2 separate regions of the Macaca mulatta genome follow, and region 1 is linked to region 2. A link is a contact called in public Hi-C data. All regions are on one chromosome and are shown on one strand. The core of a region is the stretch at or near the end of the contact, and the rest is flanking DNA. Distances in the headings are between cores, read along the strand shown.

Evidence for each region. A called contact is a pair of places that touch in the nucleus more often than the background predicts.
Region 1: a contact with region 2 is called in a Hi-C map of fetal cortex germinal zone, with 2.3 times the contacts expected there. The contact joins the promoter of NANOS1 here to the promoter of CACUL1 in region 2. A contact is called at or near these places in 2 of 14 Hi-C or Micro-C datasets (fetal cortex germinal zone and fetal cortical plate).

The regions. Positions count from the first base shown.
Region 1 is chr9:131,119,172-131,122,686 of T2T-MMU8v2.0, reverse strand. NANOS1 (nanos C2HC-type zinc finger 1) reads right to left here and starts at 1,271. Exons shown (of 1, transcript XM_028826912.2): 1 at 1-1,271. The coding sequence starts at 973. The coding sequence ends at 107.
Region 2 is chr9:130,853,087-130,856,524 of T2T-MMU8v2.0, reverse strand. CACUL1 (CDK2 associated cullin domain 1) reads left to right here and starts at 1,682. Exons shown (of 9, transcript NM_001266943.1): 1 at 1,682-2,207. The coding sequence starts at 1,841.

The DNA of each region.
Region 1 (3,515 bases), core at 22-2,521, 270 kb before region 2:
CGACCGCTGAGCCGCACGCCTCCCCACGGCGGGGGCAAGATGGTGCGCAGACCTAGTGGTGCGAGGGGCGGCGGCGGCGACCCTGGGTGGCCGGGAGCCCGGGCCCTCAGCGCAGCTTCTTGCCAGGCGGGCCGTCCCTGGCGCTGCGGGGCGGCGGGCGGGCGGGCGGCGGCGGCACTTTGGAGAGCGGGCAGTACTTGATGGTGTGCGCGTTGTCGCCGCTGGCGCCGCACAGGGGACACGTGTAGCGGCGCAGCACTGGGCACAGCACTCGCCCGTCGGGGCCCTTGAGGATATGGGTGGTGTAGAGCGCCATCGCCTCCTTGTTGTTGCGGCAGAATACGCACACCTGCAGCTCCGGCTTCAGCAGCCGGGCGGCCGCCGCCCCGGAGGCCGCGTGCAGCCGGGGCTCGGCCGCCCATGCCGGGGCCCGCTCCTCGCGCGGCGTCGCCTCGCTAGTAGTGGCGGCCGCGGCAGGCGCGCAGCCCAGCAGCACGGCGGCGGCACGACCTGCGAACGGGCTCAGCTCGGCGAAGCGCTCCTCCAGCAGCCCGGCCTCGGCGGGGCCCGCGCACAGCTCCAGCGCTCGCAGCTCCAGCGCGCCCCCCAGGTAGCGGCCCCGGGACCCCGGCTCGTCGCTGTCGTCGTCGTCGTCGTCCTCGTAGTAGTCGGGCGGCCCCAGCGCCGGCCCCAGCGCCCCAGGCCCAGTCCCCGCGTGGGGGGAGCAGCAGGACGAGGAGGAGGGCGGGGAGCCGCTGCCGCCGTTCCCACCGCGGGCGCAACCGAAGCGCGGCTCGCCGTCCACCGCTTTGGTGATGAGCGTGGCGAGCCCCAGGTAGTCGTTCCAGGAGCTGAAGGGCTGCGGGTGCGCCGGGCCCGGGGCGCTCACGTAGCGGGCGCTGGGCACGAGCGCCATGGGCGGGGGGGCGCGGCCGCGGCGGGGCGAGCGGGGCGCCCAGGGGAAAGCCTCCATGGGCGGGCTGCGGGCCGCGCGCCGCCTCCCCGCCGCCGGCGCGGGCCGGACGGAAGGGACACGCCGAGCCTGCCCGCCGGCCTGCCGCGGGGTGGGGCCGCCGCGCCGCCTTTTATCGGGCCCGCTCCTCCCCGCCCCCCCGGCCTCGCCGCCGCGGCCCTGCCCCCTGCGCTCCCCCGCCCCGACCACCTCGCCCGCGCCCCGGACGGAGGCGGAGCGGAGGCGGGCGGGCTGTGCGCGCGCTCCACTCCGGCCCGCGCGGGTCCCGCGCCCCGCGCGCCGCGCCAGCTTCGCCAGCTGTCGGGAGGCCTTCATTCCGGGAGGGGGCGGGCGAGGCGCCGCCTCGGGCCGTGGCGCTCATTGGCTGCAGACCAGAGCCCCCCGGGCCCCGGGCGCCGCTCCGGACGCTGATTGGTGGGGACTGGGGAGGGGGCGTGCTCTTCACGCAGCTGGTAGGTGAGGAGAAAGTAGGGGAGAGAAGGGCCGGGGAGGGACTGCTGCTGAGGTCCTCCTTCGTTCGCGCGCCGGGCCTGGCCTTGGAGCAGGTGACCAGGCCTGGGTCTCCTCGGCCTGGTGGTGAGGCCCACCGAGGACAGGGGTCAGGGTGGCCACAGGTTTACGCCTCCACCTCCCGGCCTTTAATGGCCCCAGGTCCGCATCCTGAGAATCCCCGCTATCCACCCTCTTCTCACCAACATCAGCATGAAAAGCTGGACGCGATGGGAGGATGCAGCTCTCCCATCACAGCCGCCCAACCAGCCAGTGGCTTCCGTTTGCACCGCGCGTTGGAGCGCTTTCCCCTGAGCGAAATCCGCACACACCGTGAGGTTCGGGGAGGCTGTGGTTCCTGCCGCGGTAAGAGCGGAGGGACGCAGGACTTTCCCGCTCCTCGCAGCAGCCTTCCTCCCAACAGGTGCTCAGGGACCTCAGCCGATGGGTGGCCGATACCCGGTGACTTAGGTCGGGGTTGGGACTGGGCCGGAAAACCTCATGGCTGGAGAGCCTAGGACAGTGACTGGGATGTGTGTGTGTGTGTACCTCCTCGACCCAGAGGCCTGAGTCAAAATGTGGGTTATATGTGCAGTTTGAAAAACAACGTGTGTTCAATGTTATATTTTGTCTTCCTTCCTCCCTTCCTCCCTCCCTCCCTTTCTTCCTTCTTTCCTTCCTTCCTTCCCTCTTTCCCTCCTTCCTTTTCTTTTTTTTTTCTTTCCTCATCCCGGGTTCAAGCAATTCTTTTGCCTCAGCCTCCCGAGTAGCTGGGAATACAGATGCCCGCCACCACGCCCGGCTAATTTTTTTATTTTAGTAGAGACGGGGTTTCACTAGTTGGCCAGGCTTGTCTTGAACTCCTGACCTCGTGATCCGCCCACCTTGGCCTCCCAAAGTGCTGGGATTACAGGCGTGAGCCACCGCATCCGGCCTCTTTCTTTATTTCTCTCTCTTTTATCTTCTTGCTTTTTTTTCTTTTAATTTTTTATTTTCTTGAGACAGGGTCTCACTATGTTGCCTAGACTGGTCTTGAACACCTGGCCTCAAGCGATCTTCCTGCCTTGGCCTCCCAAAGTGCTGGGGTTACAGACATGAGCCACCACACCTGCCTCGACGTTATAATTAAATACTTTGAAATGAATAAAACATGTTGTGGAAAAGCCACGGAGAATAAGAGCCAGAAGATGAGTTTTGATTAGGAAGATGGCAGGTGGTCTTACCCTTTCCAACTTTTTAAAAAATTGAAAGTAGGAAAAGCTTTAGATACTGAGGGCTCTTCTAGGACGAAACCTAGAACTGGGATCAGGAAAATGCCTCCCCTGGCAGGTGGGCCCTGGCAGCGTGGGCTTCATGGGGCAGGTGGGGCTTTCCTTCCCCACTCTGGACCATGCAGTGGCTGTGGAAACAATGAGCCCTCACTAGGCCTGAAGACACACTCACAGGTCTTGGCTGTGCCCAGCAGGTTTAGAATGGCTCAGCAGGAGATGCCCAGAACCTAGTGCTGGCATTGGTTAATATTAGAATGAATGAGTGAGGGAATCAGAATGTCAGCATGGGGAGGGATCTTTGGGATCATTCTATTTGATCTTTTCTTGCTTTTTTTTTTTTTTTTTTCTTTTTTAATAGACGGGGTCTCGCTATGTTGCCCAGGCTGGTCTTGAACTCCTGGCCTCAAGTGATCCTCCTGTCTTGGCCTCACAAAGTGCTGGGATTACAAATGTGAGCCACCACACCCAGTTCTATCCAGTCCTTACAGATGAAGAAAATGAGACCTAGAGAAGAGTAGGATTTCTTTTTTTTTTTGAGACAGAGTCTCACTCTGTCACTCAGACTGGAGTGCAATGGCACGATTGGGTTCAAGCTATTCTCCTGCCTCAGCCTCCTGAGTAGCTGGGATTACAGGCATGTGCCACCATGCCCAGCTAATTTTTGTATTTTTAGTAGAGATGGGGTTTCACCATATTGGCTGGTCCCAAACTCCTGACCTCAGGTGATTTGCCCACCTTGGCCTTCCAAAGTGCTGGGATTACAGGCGTGAGCCACTGCACCC
Region 2 (3,438 bases), core at 433-2,932:
TGGCTATGATATAAATCCTTAGATATGTAAAGACTTGCTTTATGACACAGTATGTTAGAGACACTTTTTTGACTCTATCTTCCCTGTATATTGGACTTTTTTTTTTTTTTTAATGTAAAGACCCTTTATCTCATCGCACGCACCCACCCATCTACCTAGAAAGTGTCTGTTGATGATAAATCATCAGTTGTCTGAAACAGAATTTGCCTTCCTTCTCCCTTTCTTTTGTCACACATGTAATTCTAAGGTTTTATGTTTTCCCCTTCAGCATACCACTTAATTCTCTTTTCCCTTTTTTTTTTTTTTGGAGACAGTCTCACTCTGTCACCCAGGCTGGAGTGCAGTGGCGCGATCTCGGCTCACTGTAGCCTCGACCTCCAGGACTCAAGTGATCTACCTCAGCCTCTGGAGTAGCTGGGACCACAGGCACACGCCACCATGCCCTGCTAATTTTTTTTTAGATACTGGGTCTTGTTATGTTGGTCTGGCTGGTCTCGAATTCCTGGGCCCAAGCGGGCCTCCCGTCTCGGTCTCCTAAAGTGGTAGAATCACAGGCCTGACCCACTGCGCCCAGCCCGTTTTTTTTTTTTTTTTTTTTTTTTTTGAGTGGAGTCTCGCTCTGTCGCCCAGGCTGGAGTGCAGTGGCACGATCTCTGCTCACTGCAACCTCTACCTCCCGAGTTCCAGCAATTCTCCTGCCTTAGCCTCCCGGGTAGCTGGGACTACAGGCACATGCCACCATGCCAGGCTAATTTTTGTATTTTTAGTAGAAACGGGGTTTCACCGTGTTAGCCAGGATAGTCTCGATCTCCTGACCTCGTGATCCACCCACCTCGGCATTCCAAAGTACTGGGATTACAGGCGTGAGCCACCGCGCCCGGCGGAAGCCGGCATTTTTAAAAGTTGGATTGTTGGTCTCAGTGCATACAAGCGTAAAGGAATTTTAAAAACAAGCATGAGTAACTCCAACGCATTTCTTTTTTGGGCCATCCTGCTATGTGTGATTCGGTTTTTAGTCTGGGTTTTGTGTTTGTGTCGCGACAGCTGGGGACCGACCCAAGGAGCAGTCGGACCACAGGCCGCCCAGGGCGGTCTCATCCGCTTATAACCTGCGACCCCGGGGTCTCTTGTGGCCCCGTATCTCCGTCCCAAGCAAAAGCCGGGGCACTCAGACACTCAGAGGTGCGAAGGCCCGGTAGATTTCGAGGACGCGAGAAAAACACCTCCGGTAAGTCTGGCCAGTCCACAGCTACTGCCAAGACCGCTCCGCGCGCCCTCAGGAGCCGGCCGGCTCCTCGTCGTCATGGTAACCAGATTGCGACCGCGCGTGCGCAAGACAAACACCTTTGTCACGTGACGCCTGGCCGGGGGCGGGGCCGGCGAACGCCCGTCAGGACCTGTCGCGCCTCCCTTGTCAGTTCCCTGCCAGCCGAGGCGGGGCGAACCTCTGCCCTGTTGCGTGGGAGTGACTCACAGCTCCCGCCCCTTTTGGCTCCGCTTTCTTGCGGCCAGTCCCTCGCACCACGTGCCCTCCTGGCCGCGCCCCCAGCTGCCCTTTCCAACTGCCTGTTGGAAGCCGCTGTAAAATGTCGTGAGGAGCGCCGCTGCTTTACGGCTGCCTCTCCCAGACTAGAGCCCCGGAGCGCCCACCGCCGTCAGCCGCGTCTCCAAGCTAGTCGGCCCCGTGGAGAGCAAGAGACCCTGCGCACCGCAGCCCTCTCCGCTGCGCCCATTCCTGCCCCCGGCGATGTGAGCTCGGGGAGGCAGCGGTGCCCGCTGGCCCGGGGTTGAGACGGGCGGCAGGTGCCTGTGAAGCGGGCGGGTGCCGGGGGCCAGCAGGATGGAGGAAAGCATGGAAGAGGAGGAGGGGGGCAGCTACGAGGCGATGATGGACGACCAGAACCACAACAACTGGGAGGCTGCGGTGGACGGCTTCCGGCAGCCCCTGCCACCCCCACCGCCCCCCTCTTCGATCCCGGCCCCTGCCCGAGAGCCTCCAGGGGGGCAGCTGCTGGCGGTGCCCGCGGTCTCCGTGGACAGGAAAGGCCCCAAGGAGGGGCTCCTGATGGGGCCGCCGCCACCGCCTGAGGCTAATGGGGTGATCATGATGTTGAAGAGCTGCGACGCGGCCGCCGCCGTGGCCAAGGCGGCCCCCGCCCCCACTGCCAGCTCCACCATCAACATCAACACCTCCACCTCCAAGTTCTGTGAGTCCAGCCTTTCCCAGCAGCCTTGGCTTTTCTCCACCTCACTCGGACGCCGTATCCACCCCCTCTTGGAGAAAGCCCCGCTTCCTTTGTTTCAGGCCTCGGTCTTTCCTCTTCTCCCGTCCCCCTTCGCCTCCGTGCCTCCCTCCCCCTCACCGTCCCCTCCCCCTCATTTGGTGTCTGCGGCCAGCGCCTGAGCGGCCCTGGCTTCTTGTATTACCTGGTCTAGAGAGGCAGCCTGGTACACACGGAGCCCCAAGTTCTACCAACGCGATCCCTATCACAACTGGCAGTCTCTCAACATTGGGAACCGCTTTTCGCACCCGTCTTCTCTTGAAGTTTCACCCTCAAAGTGAGGGGAAAAGAAGGCTGCCTGAGTCTCGTTAGGGAAAGGCCTTCAGTCTTTTGCAGCCAGAGAGAAAAAAGAAACCTGGCAACTTGTGTTCTTGTGCTTTTGGCTAGGCCGTGTTAAACAAGTCAGGACTTTGAAAGTTGACCTATATCTACACCTCGTTCCTCCTCTTCTGTGTTACACCTTTGCATCCTGCTAGGGTAATGTGTGAGTTACTTTCCTACGCGGTGGCAGCTCCGACATTGTTTTGAAGCTAATAATGCATAAAATCACTCTTCAGAGCTTACACTCATAAGAATAAGCCTTTCAGGATGGGTTATGTCTTGTGTCCAAACCCAAGATTAGGTTGCATGTTGAACTTTATGTTAGTGATCTGTCTTAACGCTCAATTGCAAGCAGAAAGATTTAAGACCAAAATCTGTTTTGTAATCCGAAACTGCCTCTGACCAGGATGTATGTATGCTTCCATAGCTAGGAAAAGAATGTGCTTTTACTTTGGGGGGGGTGTGTGTGTGTGGTGGTGGTGGTGGTGATAGGATGTTGAAAATGAGATGTGACCATCACAGCCAGGTTTTTCTCTCCTATTATTAACTGCAAGTTTTGAATGGCATCTGGTAAGCAACTGGAGAGTTCATTTCTAGCTACTAATTTTATCAAGCTGTACTTGTCCAGTTAGCTGTGCAGAGAAAATATTTGCCTTGATGCAGATAGTCGGAATCTTACACACTGTGTGGGAACAGCGTGTAATTTTATTTGCCTCAAGATACTGCCTTAGTCAAAGACATTGATATGTAGGTTTGGTAAAATTTATATACGCTTTGTCTCCTTATTCATGATAATCATGTTTGTATTGTATAGTTTGTGTGTTGAAGGCTGTGT